Regions from separate parts of the Sus scrofa genome. Here region 1 is linked to region 2. A link is a contact called in public HiChIP or PLAC-seq data. All regions are on one chromosome and are shown on one strand. Each heading gives the region's core, a stretch centred on a gene start, on an enhancer-like site or on the middle of the called end of the contact. The rest is flanking DNA. Distances are from core to core; before and after follow the strand shown.

Region 1 (6,095 bases), core at 2,738-5,237, 400 kb before region 2:
GAATTCCGTGTACTACTCTACGACTGGGGTTTGCCCCAGAGGGGGCTGGGTTGCTGGGTTGGGTACCCGACCGGCCACCCGAAGGAGAAGCACTTTGGTGCTGACCGTCCTTCCACACTCAGCCTCTCTGGGTCCATATATGTTTGCTGCCCACAAAAGGGCTGAGGTGCATGTGGACACTCCTTGCCCTGTGTTCCAGGAATGGAGGGTGAGGGGCAGTTATTTGTGCTCAGCTCACTCAGGTTAAATGCGTGGGTGGACACAAGGCACAGAGAGAGTACGGGAAGTGTGGCAACTGGTACATGTTCACATGCGGAGCTGGATCACTGCTTAAATAGCTTTGGTCAAATCACTTAACATTTATTTAGTTTCCTCTCATCTGAAATGTGAAATCGTCTCAAAATAAAGAATTAGAGATAGCACCTGAATCAAAAAATATCTTGCACAACGGTTTTATTACTGTGCCTAGTAAATGCTCAATGAACAGTGACTTTTAAATGTGGGTTTGTAACAAACTTAGTTCTACTGAGGTTGATGGTTAAATTCTTCTGTATCCCAGTAAGTTATAATGTCTCTAAGTTTTTCTTTTCTTCCAATTAAAAACCCACTACCGACATGGACCACATCTGAGGAAAATTTCTAGCTTAGGCGTTCATGTTTTTTGTACTGGTTGGCAGTGACGTGGGAAAGACAAGTGCCTCTGAAGTTCAGCTCAAATTCCAGGTCTGCTTCGTTAAGCTTATGCTCTTTGATTTTCTAAATTTTAGTTTCCGCCCATGTCAAATGGGAATAAAAAATCCCCTCTTCATAAGCTGTTAGGATTAACTGAAATGTTCATGCATGTATTCAGCATATTTTTTTTTGGACATATAGGTTCGTGCAATGAATGTTAGTAGCTTTTTTTTTCACGATTACTGTAAAAGGTTTTCAAAAGTCTGATGTAGTGATGCACATATTTAGAGATAAGCATCTTTCAGAGTCAGCCAGGGAGACCTTCCTACCCTGAGAATTTGGGAATGGTGCAGGCTAGCCGGGGTGAAGGAAGACCTAAGCTCCTGACCTAATTTCCAAGATGGTTTACGTGCAGTCATTGAATAAAGAAAGAAAAGCAAGTTTGACTCCATGTGCTCTAGACAAGGGCTGAGATCAACAACATAAGAATCTGGGATCATTTGTTACTATCGCTTTGGGTTTGGGGGCTGGTGTGGTACTTGGGCTTGATTCTGTGTCTGAGGCTTCCTAGAAGCTGCGATGGATGCTGAAGGGAGGTGTGACAATTCGACATGGATCAAGGTAATTCAAAGCCAGTCTTTCACAGAAAGCTAAGCAGTAGAGAGCAGCTTTCTTTAGCTGATTTCGGTGTGGGACTATGTATCTGCTTTTAATTTAATAAAAACGCCCATGAGGACAAATGCTGCACTGCCAATTTTCTAGCCTCTTTGAAGCATTCCCTAAATGTTAAGAGACTGAGAAATTAGACCTAAAGGCTTACACAATGAATAATTTGGTTGGAAGTTTCTGCCCATTTCTGTCAATCAGATCTGCTTTCCCTGGGCCCCTCTGTGTCCCCACACAAATGACAGATTTATCCGGATTCTTACTGGACAGTGTCAGATAGGGAAGTGTGGGTAACCTTTCACGGAGGCCCCAAACTCTTCCTAAAAATGTAATGCTATTGAAAGACTGCAGAGACCCCACTCTGATCAAGACTCCGCAACTATTCTATTGTGAATTATGTGTCATTGTTTTCCCATAAACTAAAGGTTCTGAGCACTAGATCCATGGTGCACCCCTTTCAGATTTTGATCAAAGATACAGTTTCTCTCCGTAACAAAGCATATATACGCACGCATGTAATTACAAGGGTTTGCAGAGTCCAGGCTTAGAAACCTGGGTAAAATTATTGCAAGCATTTCTATTAATTCTGGGCCCCAGAACACATGAGTTTTCTTAGGAAAAATTTAATGATTTTTTTTTCATTTCCTCTGAGCGAGACAACCAAATGATTGAAAATTAATTGTATTTCCTTGTTCTCACATATTGCAAAATCTATTCCAATGGATGTTTGCTTCCGTTTCTCAATATTTTCATGGAAATTATGACCGCCACATAATGAAGCACTGCACATTCTAATGGTGTTGTAACTCTTGCCTTCTGAAACAGTGAATTTTCAGCCAGAGGGTAGTGGGGCTGGCATATTGCAGAGTTTTGCTGTGTCCACGCAAATAAATGGTACGCAACTTTTGACTTGCCTGCAAGAGCTTCTGTCTGGAACAGCGCAGCTGGGGCCTCAATGACCCTAGCTGAAAACACTGTCTGATGCCAGGGACTTTGCCTCTGTCTTGCATGTCCTTGCTGGCGGGGGGGGGGGGGGGGGGAGCAGGGGGAACAATACTTTTCCATGTTAGAAAGTGTTGGAACGTTCAGGAACATCGAGGTCACAGCGATGGCTGCCCTGGGTTGGCTCAGATGCCCATTAGACACGGGTAGCCTGGCTGTTTCCTAATTGCCAGGCTGCAGCCTCTCCATCGGCTGGTTCCAGGCACTGCTGCCTCTGTGCCGGTATTTGCAATGTGCCTGCCACCTGCCCAGGGAGCTTGTCATTCTTTTGACCTCAGCTCACAGCAGGTTGTCTTCTGGGGAGTTTCTTTCTTCCTTTGTCTTTTTAGGGTCTCACCTGTGGCCTATGGAGGTTCCCAGGCTAGGGGTTGAATCGGAGCTGTAGCCGCCGGCCTACGCCACAGCCACAGCAATGTGGGATCTGAGCCACGTCTGCAACCTGCACCACAGCTCACGGCAAAGGATCATGGCAACACCGGATCCTAAACCCACTGAGCAAGGCCAGGGATCAAACCTGCAACCTCATGGTTCCTAATCGAATTCGTTAACCACTGAGCCACGATGGGAACTCCCATTTCTGCTCTTAAGTCACCCAATACAAGCACTTTGTCATCGCAACCTTGGCAAACTAATACATCATGTATGCTCCCTTTGTCAGAGTTTGTGTGGATTGCTTTCCTCTTGTGACCAAAGTAAGTAAATATTCGTCATAGACCACCTGAGTTACGCAATAGAATTGCACGAAAAGGAAATCAGTGGTCCTTTATCCCACCGTCTACGGATAACATCATCATAAACACTTCGGTGTTCATTCACCCGGTCTTTCTTGTGCGTGTGTGTGAATTTCTTTTTCTTTTTAGGGCCACATCTGTGGCATATGGAGGTTCCCAGGCTAGGGGTCAAATTGGAGCTGCAGCTGCCGGCCTACACCATAGCCACAGCAACACAGGATCTGAGCCGCATCTGTGACCTACACCACAGCTCACGGCAACGCCGGATCCTGAACCCACTGAGGGAGGCCAGGGATCGAACCCACATCCTCAGATGCTGGTCAGGTTTTTAACTTGCTGAGCCACCACAGGAACTCCTGAATTTATTTTTTGAAACACGTTTCAGATGACCTACATCTGGGCTTTTGCACTTTACTTCTGCCGGGTAAAAGCAAAGAACTCAAACCCGTGAAACCCAGGCCTTTCTAACAGCCTCAGAAAATATGCTGGACAATTTTCAATCTTTCCCTAAACCAGGGAGTGGCCCAACTGGCAGGGAAAGCTTCTGGTTTCTGACAGACAGATGCTGACATGTGTCTAATGAATTTAGCGCTTAGCTCTAGCTTATGTTCAACTCCGCGGTGCCTGGGAGATAAGAAGCAATGGGTATCGTGTAAACCCCTTGACAGCCTCTGGGCTCCAGGACTTAGCATGTCTTTATCATCAGGTCTGTTTACAAAGAAAAGTCTTTGGAGGGTTTTCCCCATGGAGCAGCTTTCTTTCAATACGGCATCTGGTGAAAATATTACACGAGCTGCGTGCAGCTTGTCTGCTCCAGTTACAGGGGGGAAATTGCTCTTGGCGGCCCACGGGGGCCCCTTGAACTTGGCCTGTTAGCTGGCCGGCTGTGCCGCAGCGTGAGCTCGTGTGCAGCTGGCGCTGCGAAGCGGGAGCAGGAAGAGAAGCCGAGCCGCCCGTGGATGGGGAGCTTGTCCTAGGTGAGGAAGGGGGTCTGCCTTTTCCCAAGCGGGAGCCAGAGGCCAGCAGCGCCCAAAGGGCCTCCGCGCATCAGCAGTGCTGGATGCGCCCTCGCCTCTCTGCTACCCAGGGAGCCTTCGCCCCTGGAGGACTGGTTACACTGCCTCGAAGAGGAGAGGGCACCCAGGCCAGCAGCGGTCAGAGCTGGCGGCCGGGAGCTGGTGCAGCCTTTACAGGCCTTTCTGCTCATTCTGCCCTCTTCCTCCTCCTCCTCTTGCTTCCTTCCTCCTCCCGTTTGTTCATTCTCGCTCCCTCCCATCCCTCCTCTTCCTTCCCTTTTGCTTTCCTTCAAAAAAGCAAAATAGTAAAAGCGAGATTCCAGGCCAAAGGGGAGGGAGGGGCGGTCTCTGCTGCCAGTGCTCCCGCAGGGCTGCTCCTGGCTGCAGCTGACTTCACACCTGCCTTTGGGTGCATCTCCCCAGGCCTGCCCCACGCCAGACTCCCCCTTCCTGTCATTGCCTGGCCCCAGAGGACCATCTGAGGTGCCCTGCTCACAGGAACCATCCTGTCCTACTGAGCGGGGACAAGAGAGACCTCCGCTCTCATTTCCTTCCACCAAGGTCTCTCTGACCCGCCAAAGTCCCGCTCCTTCCCTCCTGCCCTCACTGGGGGCTCAGATCCCCTGACACTGGGCCTGGGGAGATGCAAGGCAGCCTCACTGCAGCTGGAGGCAGGTCCAGGGCTGACCACGCAGGGGGAGATTGCCAGCTTCCTTTCAGGCACTAAGGGGACATGCACGGTCTCTAGAAAAGGGAAAACGCCCATGCAACCAACTGCAAGTCTGCCTGTTTCTTTTTACCAGTTAGCGAAAACAGACTTCACCAAAACAAACAAAAAAAAAATTGTTGGTCTAAGTTCTGAGAAACTGCAGTTGCTGCTGAGTTTTCAGAATACATCAACTTTTTCTTTTTCTTCTTTTTTTTTTTTTTTTTTTTTTTCTTTGTAGGGCCACATCTGTGGCATATGGAAGTTCCCAGTCTGGGGGTCGAATCAGAGCCGCAGCTGCCAGCCTACACCACAGCCACAACAACGCCACATCTGAGCCGTGTCTGCCACCTACACCACAGCTCACAGCAACACCGGATTTTTAACCACTGAGCGAGGCCTGGGATCAAACCTGGGTCCTCATGGATACTAGTCAGGTTCGTTACAGCTGAGCCACGACGGGAATGCCATAACCTTATTAATTTTTAAAACAACTGTTAATCATTTTACTAAAATTAATCATGGTGGTGGGACCACTGTTGTAACTTATTTTCTTGGTTTATTCTTCAGAAAAACCAGAGTAAAAACCAAGTTAAAAACTGAAAATCAAATCAAGGAAGAAACAACACAATAGCAGTACGATTTAATAATTGCACAAATTGTACCCTTTCCGGACACTTCAGTTTTATTACAATTTGCTTAGTAGTTAATATTATACTTAGTAGTATAATATTATAATGCTATAACCAAAGAACCACATTTCAAAGCTGCCAGGTAACTATAAAGTTATTAAATAAAGAGTTCTGCTTTTTCTCCCTTTTTGTGCCATCACTTGTTTTTTCCCCTATCTTTGATTTGGGGGTTTCATGTTATGATTATATACGCCTATGAGATTTAGTGAATGCAAATTTGCACTGGTCATTACTGGCATTCTTCTGGTCATTATTGGTATTCTTCTGGTCATTATTGGTATTCTTTTTCTTCATGTTGGCTAATGTAAGTGACGTCGTGGAGGGGTAGATGCAGGTGACCAGCTCTGGGTGTCAGACCTCTTAGGTGGGGGGCCACACGGAACCCCCTGTGCCAACCTGGTAAAGCTACGCGTTTGCGGCAGCGACCAGCAGGGGGCGCTGGAGATGCTAAACTCCCGGCCCGCCACCTTCTCAGGAGCCCTAGGTTCCAGGAACACAGGTGGGCACGGCTGCCTGGAGGCTTTCTGCAAGGCAACCTATGCTTTCCTTCGAACCGAGACCAGCCACATCTGAGTGTGTCACCTCCACGGCCTTTGCGCACAGCCACGCC
Region 2 (6,080 bases), core at 938-3,437:
ATTCAATGATTTCTTCTTTTTTGGATATTTTGGTTGTTCCCCTCAAGATACGCTGAAATCTCTGAATAAAGGCTTCCAGCTTCCTAAAACTATGCTCCCTGACCTTTTCCACTCAGATCTGTGTAGACCCCTAAAGTGCCGCAGTCTCCTGCAGGCAGAGGGCTCCGGGAGGACCCAGGTCTTTCATAGTTTTAGGAACCTGGACTCCTTTATTTATTTTCCCTTAGGAGGTTGGAGTTTGCTTTTCGCTAACACGCATGCGCGAGTTCTGATGGGCAGCGCCTACATCCCTTTCACGTTTTGCCACCAAACACATAGTCCTTGCTTGAATATTTGCTAAAACTTAGAAATTGCTAAAGAACAGAAAAGAGCGCTAATTTGTGTATGGCCTACCTGGAAGTTTCTAGATATGATGCTGAATTTATTTTGAGTAGAATCAAAGCTTCCCGACAACACCGCCAAGGCATCCCTTGCGTCTCTTACTTCCTATTGATTCAGCAGAACCACTGCAGAGACTTGAGGCTCCTTGGCCTGAGTCTTTTCACTCCCTGCTCCTAATTCCCTCTTCACTGTTCTAAAAAAAACTCCGTGGTCGTGTCACTCTTGTTTCCCTGACCGTCAGGGACGACTCAGTGTTCACAGAATCAGCCGGGCGTCCGAGGCCCCTTCTTTGAGGCTCCAAACTGCCTTTGCAGCCTTATTTCCCAAGCTCCTCCTTCCAAGTTGTTCTTGGCCAAGGGACAGCCGGTCGGTAACTGCGGTTATTAACCTCCCGCCCTGTATCAGGTGGGCTCCGTGTAGCATCTTGAGTAACTACGCTGACCCTGCCAGGGCGCAGTTATCTTCATTTTCTCTATGAGGAAATTCAGACCCAGGGTGTGGAAGGGGAGTCGGGATTTAATCTCCCGTTTTTCCGCTCTACCCGTCTTCTGACTCACTCTGAAGGGGACTCTAACTGGCCTTTTGCTTCTCCACCTCCGAACTTTCTCTCCAGCTGCTCGGCTGTCCTACTTTGGTTCCCTGCCTCTAGAAATGCTGCTCATTCCGGAAGGTTCTACGATCTGTATCCAGCCCAGGGCCTTGCACACAGTAGGTGCTCAGTAACTCATGAGTAGATTAGATTCACCTTTGTCCGGTCTTTGCTAAAACATCTTCAGATCCTAGGAGGTGGCAATGGATGTCCTTTCGCCCCTAGGGTCTGCACCTAGCAGACAGCTAAGAGCGAGCCTGGGAAATCAATGAAGTCCCCATACCTCCTGGAACAAAACATCGCCGGAGCCTTGTCCCTCCTGGGGTGTCCAAGACCCCATGTCAGAAATGTAGGTTTAGGCAGCGGGAACACACATGAGGCAGGAGAATATGAAAGTACCCTGGAAATTTTTGCTAGCTGGGTCAACTCCAATTTGGCAAAAACAAGCACACTGCTTTTTCTCCAGGTTCTTTCTCCCAACATCACTTATTAATGCTAATTAGTCAAGGGTGTGCTGTGATGCAGAATACTTGTGACCCCTAAGAATTAGAGAGAGACTGTCATTTCTCAAAAGACCCATGAGGGGCAGTAAGGGTAAGCGCCGTAGAAGGAGGTAGGACAGGCGCTTCTCTCCCAAGAATTGCACTGAAATAAGTGCAAGTAAAAATAAATCCACATATAAAACAACTGTACGAGTGTTCACAGTATTTTCACAGCTGGGTTTCTTTGCCTAAAATACTTAGCACTTACTTTAGAAAATTCTCTTCTAAACAGGAATGGTCTGACTGAGCACAGAAGCTGAACTCTGATGGAACTCTGACTTTGAACTTCACTTTTGCCCAGATGGGAATAAACACCAGGACTTTTTATAAGCAAGCATCTTAATCGTCATGACTCCACATCAGGCTGTGCTGAGTGACCTTTATGTCACAGGCGAGGACACTGATGTAGGGACTTGGTTTAGGGAAGGACGTTCATAACATTCGGCATATTTATATCTAGATTAGGGCTCTGGATTTAGAACGCTGAAAAACACCAACTTTGTCTGTTTCCATGGCAGTGCAAACATCCCACTTGAATAACTGCCCAGTCACTTATCACAGCAGGATTAGCCGTCTTCTAAAAGGATCTGCATTCACATTCCTGGTATTTATTTCCTGAAGATATTAAGAGGGTATGCTATGGTCTTTGGTTTCAAAGGCCGATGCCATTAGACATGACTAATCATTATGACGCACTTTTAGGGACTCTCCCCTTGGAAATGCCACCCAAACAGCATGACAATGTGATATGCACATATTAATAAAAAGACATGCTTCAGCTCCAGATGACTGTGACAGGAGCTATACTGATGAATATGCTAGCTAAATAAAAAATAATATTATAAAGGCTTGCAATGATTAGAATGCTGTGCTAATGATGTCAACTTTTGTTTGTCTATTTCCTAAATAATTCATGAGTGATGGGACTTGCATTTGTCAGAGTACTAGCTCGTGGAATGTGCAAGTGAAAATAGACACAGGGCATATTTCAATAAGCTTGCAATCCAGCAGGCACCAGTCCTATCACCTAATGGAATTTTTTTCATTTAATATTTAAAAAATATTTTTCCTTTAATATATTTAATAATTTTAAAGACCCGCCAAAAAGGAGTCTTCAAAATTACCTATACACACACACACATACACACACATATATATATATAATATAGTAAGAAATAAATATATATATATTGTAAGAAAATAGTAAACAATTACTCCTTCGTGGCTTCTTGGTCAAATCAAGAAAATAGTCTTTGTGCTTACAGCTCCTGGTGAGCCCTGGCTTGAACTCGTGTAGTATCAATTTCTTACATCTCTTCGCTGCTCTCACTTTCCCACCTAGGTCATAAGCCCTGACTGTCAGGGCTTCTGCCTGAGTCACCTGTGTGTCCACACTGCCTTGTACACGCATCACACCTAGTCGTGCAGGCAGGTGTTGGCTAAAGGAAGATGTCATCAGTCACGTAAAAGTGAATCTGACGACAAACTGAACACAAGAGTCAAATGTGAATGTGATGGTGTTCCTTAGGTTTTTACTTTTAATTTTTTAAAATTTTACTTTATTATATATTTTTTATGGCTGCGCCCATGGAATATGGAAGTTCCCGGGCCAGGGATCGAATCTGAGCAGCAACTGCGACCTATGCCATGGCTGTGACAACACCGGATCCTTTAACCCACTGTGCCGGGATGGAACCTGCGCCTCTGCAGTGACCGGAGCCGCTGCAGTTGGATTCTTACTGCACCACAGCAAGAACACTCAGGTTTTTATCTTTCTTTGGTGTACAGTTCCGTGCATTTTAACCTGGCTATAGGTTTGTCTAACCATCACTCGGACCGGGATACAGAATGGTTCCATCACCTTCCCCAAAACCTTCTTCGTGCTATCTCTTCTCACACCCTCCCTGACCCGCAACCTCTGGCAGACACAGATTTGTCCTCCGTCACTCCAGTTTGGTCTTTGGAGACAGGCGTCTTTCACTCATCATATGGTCTAAGATTCATCCAAGCCGCTGTGTGTCTCAATAGCTTATTCTTTGTATTGCTGAGTAGCAGGGGTACATCCCCGTTAGTTGGTCCTTCGCCACCCTGAAGGATGTCTGAGTTGCCTCCAGTTGGGGGCTACTACAAACAAGGCTGCTTACGAACATTCAGGTACCAATTCTGCTGTGAACAGCAGTTTTCAATGACCCAGTGTAAATACCCAAGAGTAGGATGGTGGGTCACATGTTAAGTGTGTATTTAACTTTAGAAGCTGCTGCTAAGCCACCTTCCAAAGGGGCTGCACCACGTTTCCACCCCATCCGGTAAGTTTGCTGTGCTCCACATCTTTGCCAACACTTGGTATTGTCCGTTACCATTTTCATTTCAGAGATGCTAGTAAGCATGTGGTAATATCTCATTATGGGTTAAATTTGCCTTATCCTACTGGCTCTAGAGGGGAACATCTTTTTTCATGTGCTTATTTGCTCTTTTTCTATCTTTTTGGTGAAACATCTATTCATGTCCTTTCCTTTTTTTTTTTCATTGGGTTGTTTGATTCCTTATTGTTGAGCTTAAGAGTCCTTTGTCCTCGTTACAAGTCTGTTAGATATGTAACTGGAAAATATCTTCTCCTCGTCAGTGCTTGGAGACTGACTTTTATTCTCTTGATAGTGGAGAGTGATTTGCCAGCGCAAAGTTTTACATTTTTTTCATTACCGAAAAATTAAAGTATAGTCGATTTACAATGTTGTGCCAGTTTCTCCTGTTCAGCAAAGTGACCCAGTCATATATATATATGTATAGATTATAACCAAATATATTTACATATTATTATTACATGTAGTCATAAATATATATATGTATATATATACATTTACTTTGCTCATATGATCTTCCATCATTTTCCGAACTCGTGGGAAAATTTTTAATTTTAATAAAGGCCAATTATTCTGCTTCATGGATTGTGGGTATGTGGTCATTTCCAACACTTGGCCCAACCCCAGCTCATGAACATCTTCTGCTGTCTTGAAAACTTTTACGGTTTTCGGATGAATGCACTGGCTTTTGATGAACAAAGGAAATGAGGTCCTTGACAACAGTTTCCTTCTTTGTGTTGTAGTTAGTTTGTTCCTCTTGAACCTGGGGAGACACCGGAGCCTTTTACACAGAACCGCACGCCTGGGAAGGGCTCCCTGGTCACAGACAGGACTGTAGTCTGTTGTCTGCAATGAAGTTTTTTTAAAAAGTCAGATAAACAGGTGTTTTCGTGTGTCAGACTCACAGGTGTGTTACTTGTGACCTGAACTGGGCTATTACGTACCACGCTGTGTGTGGCCTCTGCTACCTACCCAGCGTCTGAAGAAATATGAATCCTGAAATACATTTACGCATAAGGGCTTCGGGAGGAGGGAGGATTGCTATCTGAAATTTCAATGTTTCTCGTTGTGGCTTCAGGAAACCTCTTCCTCAGGCCTCTCCTACTCTTTTCGAAAGTCCTTGCTACCGTGCCTGAGGGTGGGAGGTGGGGACATCGCCCACAGAGCTTCATTCCCCCGGAGTGATGCGTCTTCTCTTGTAACACAGGAGGATTTATGACACCTTTTCCCATCTTCTTTGTGGTAGTAAATAAAAAATGGAACTCCTGCCATGGGGCAAAAGGATCGGTGGTGTCTTAGGAGCACTGAGATGCAGGTTCGATCCCCAGCCCCGCACAGTGGGCTAGGAGCTGGTGTGGCTGCAGCGGTGGTGGTGGAGGTGGCAGCTGCAGCTCAGCTCCGATACCTGGCCTGGGGCGGCCAAAAAAGGGAAAATGGAGCAGTCGGCCTCTGACTATCAGAGAAGGCCTTTATTTCCGAGTTACGGCGTGTACGGGTACGTGTGTGTGATTTAGAAACAGGATGGTGGACCCAGGGCGGGATGCTGTGTGTCCATGAGGGCCCCCCTGAAACACGTGTGATGCGACTTGAAACTGCCTGGCACACAGCAAAAGCCTGATAAAGTTGGACCAAGGCCATCCTGACCACACAGCTTGTCATTTCAGGAGCAGCAGTGCCTGGGATTTTCTCTGAGGAAGTCAGCTGAGAAATCAGCAGATGCAGGAGAAATCAGAGACCCCCCCAGCCCTTCCCTGTGTCACGTAACAGACTCCCTGGTCCAACCTGAAGACGCACTGCGTCTTTCCTCCTCCCTTCCTCCTACAAAGATGACAATGAGGGCCCATGATTTGATCCCATCCTCTGTCTGAAATCAAGTACATGCCGAGGAAATTCAGGGACTACTCTCAGTAGGCTTCTAGAAGCTTATCTCCAGACTTAAAAATTAAAGAGAACAAAACTAGGAGCTAGGAGCAACCAGAAAGAGGGATTGGCTTTCCGTGTCTTTCAGTTACGTGTTTTTCTCTTGGGGGGATTCGATTTGGAGAAAAACACTTGGATGGAGGCAGGATCAGCTCAGGGGCAGGGCCATATTTAGAAGCTCGACATGCTTGTTTTTTTGTGTGTGTTTTTTTGTGGTGCCAAAGGAATCGACACTTCGTTTTTATTCCCCCAAAGAAAACAGAAGCTCATTATCCTGACAGAGGAAGT

The links. HiChIP or PLAC-seq counts read pairs in DNA pulled down with a chosen protein or histone mark.
Region 1: a contact with region 2 is called in an H3K27ac HiChIP or PLAC-seq map of skeletal muscle, with 4 times the contacts expected there. The contact joins two enhancer-like sites. A contact is called at or near these places in 2 of 47 Hi-C or Micro-C datasets (epiblast stem cells and skeletal muscle) and 1 of 2 datasets of contacts at active chromatin or transcription factors (skeletal muscle).

What each region holds. Positions count from the first base shown.
Region 1 is chr10:11,118,088-11,124,182 of Sscrofa11.1, reverse strand. All of the region lies in intron 5 of LOC110255736, which reads left to right. Among named protein-coding and RNA genes, the nearest start is that of TRNAT-UGU, 190 kb to the left of the region's middle. Within about 2 kb of position 3,987, at least 19 of the 83 cell types and tissues checked have an H3K27ac peak or open chromatin away from gene starts, as enhancers often do. A contact at or near this core is called in skeletal muscle, where this site is marked.
Region 2 is chr10:10,716,423-10,722,502 of Sscrofa11.1, reverse strand. All of the region lies in intron 1 of LOC110255633 (a long non-coding RNA gene), which reads right to left. Among named protein-coding and RNA genes, the nearest start is that of DUSP10, 190 kb to the left of the region's middle. Within about 2 kb of position 2,187, at least 20 of the 83 cell types and tissues checked have an H3K27ac peak or open chromatin away from gene starts, as enhancers often do. A contact at or near this core is called in skeletal muscle, where this site is marked.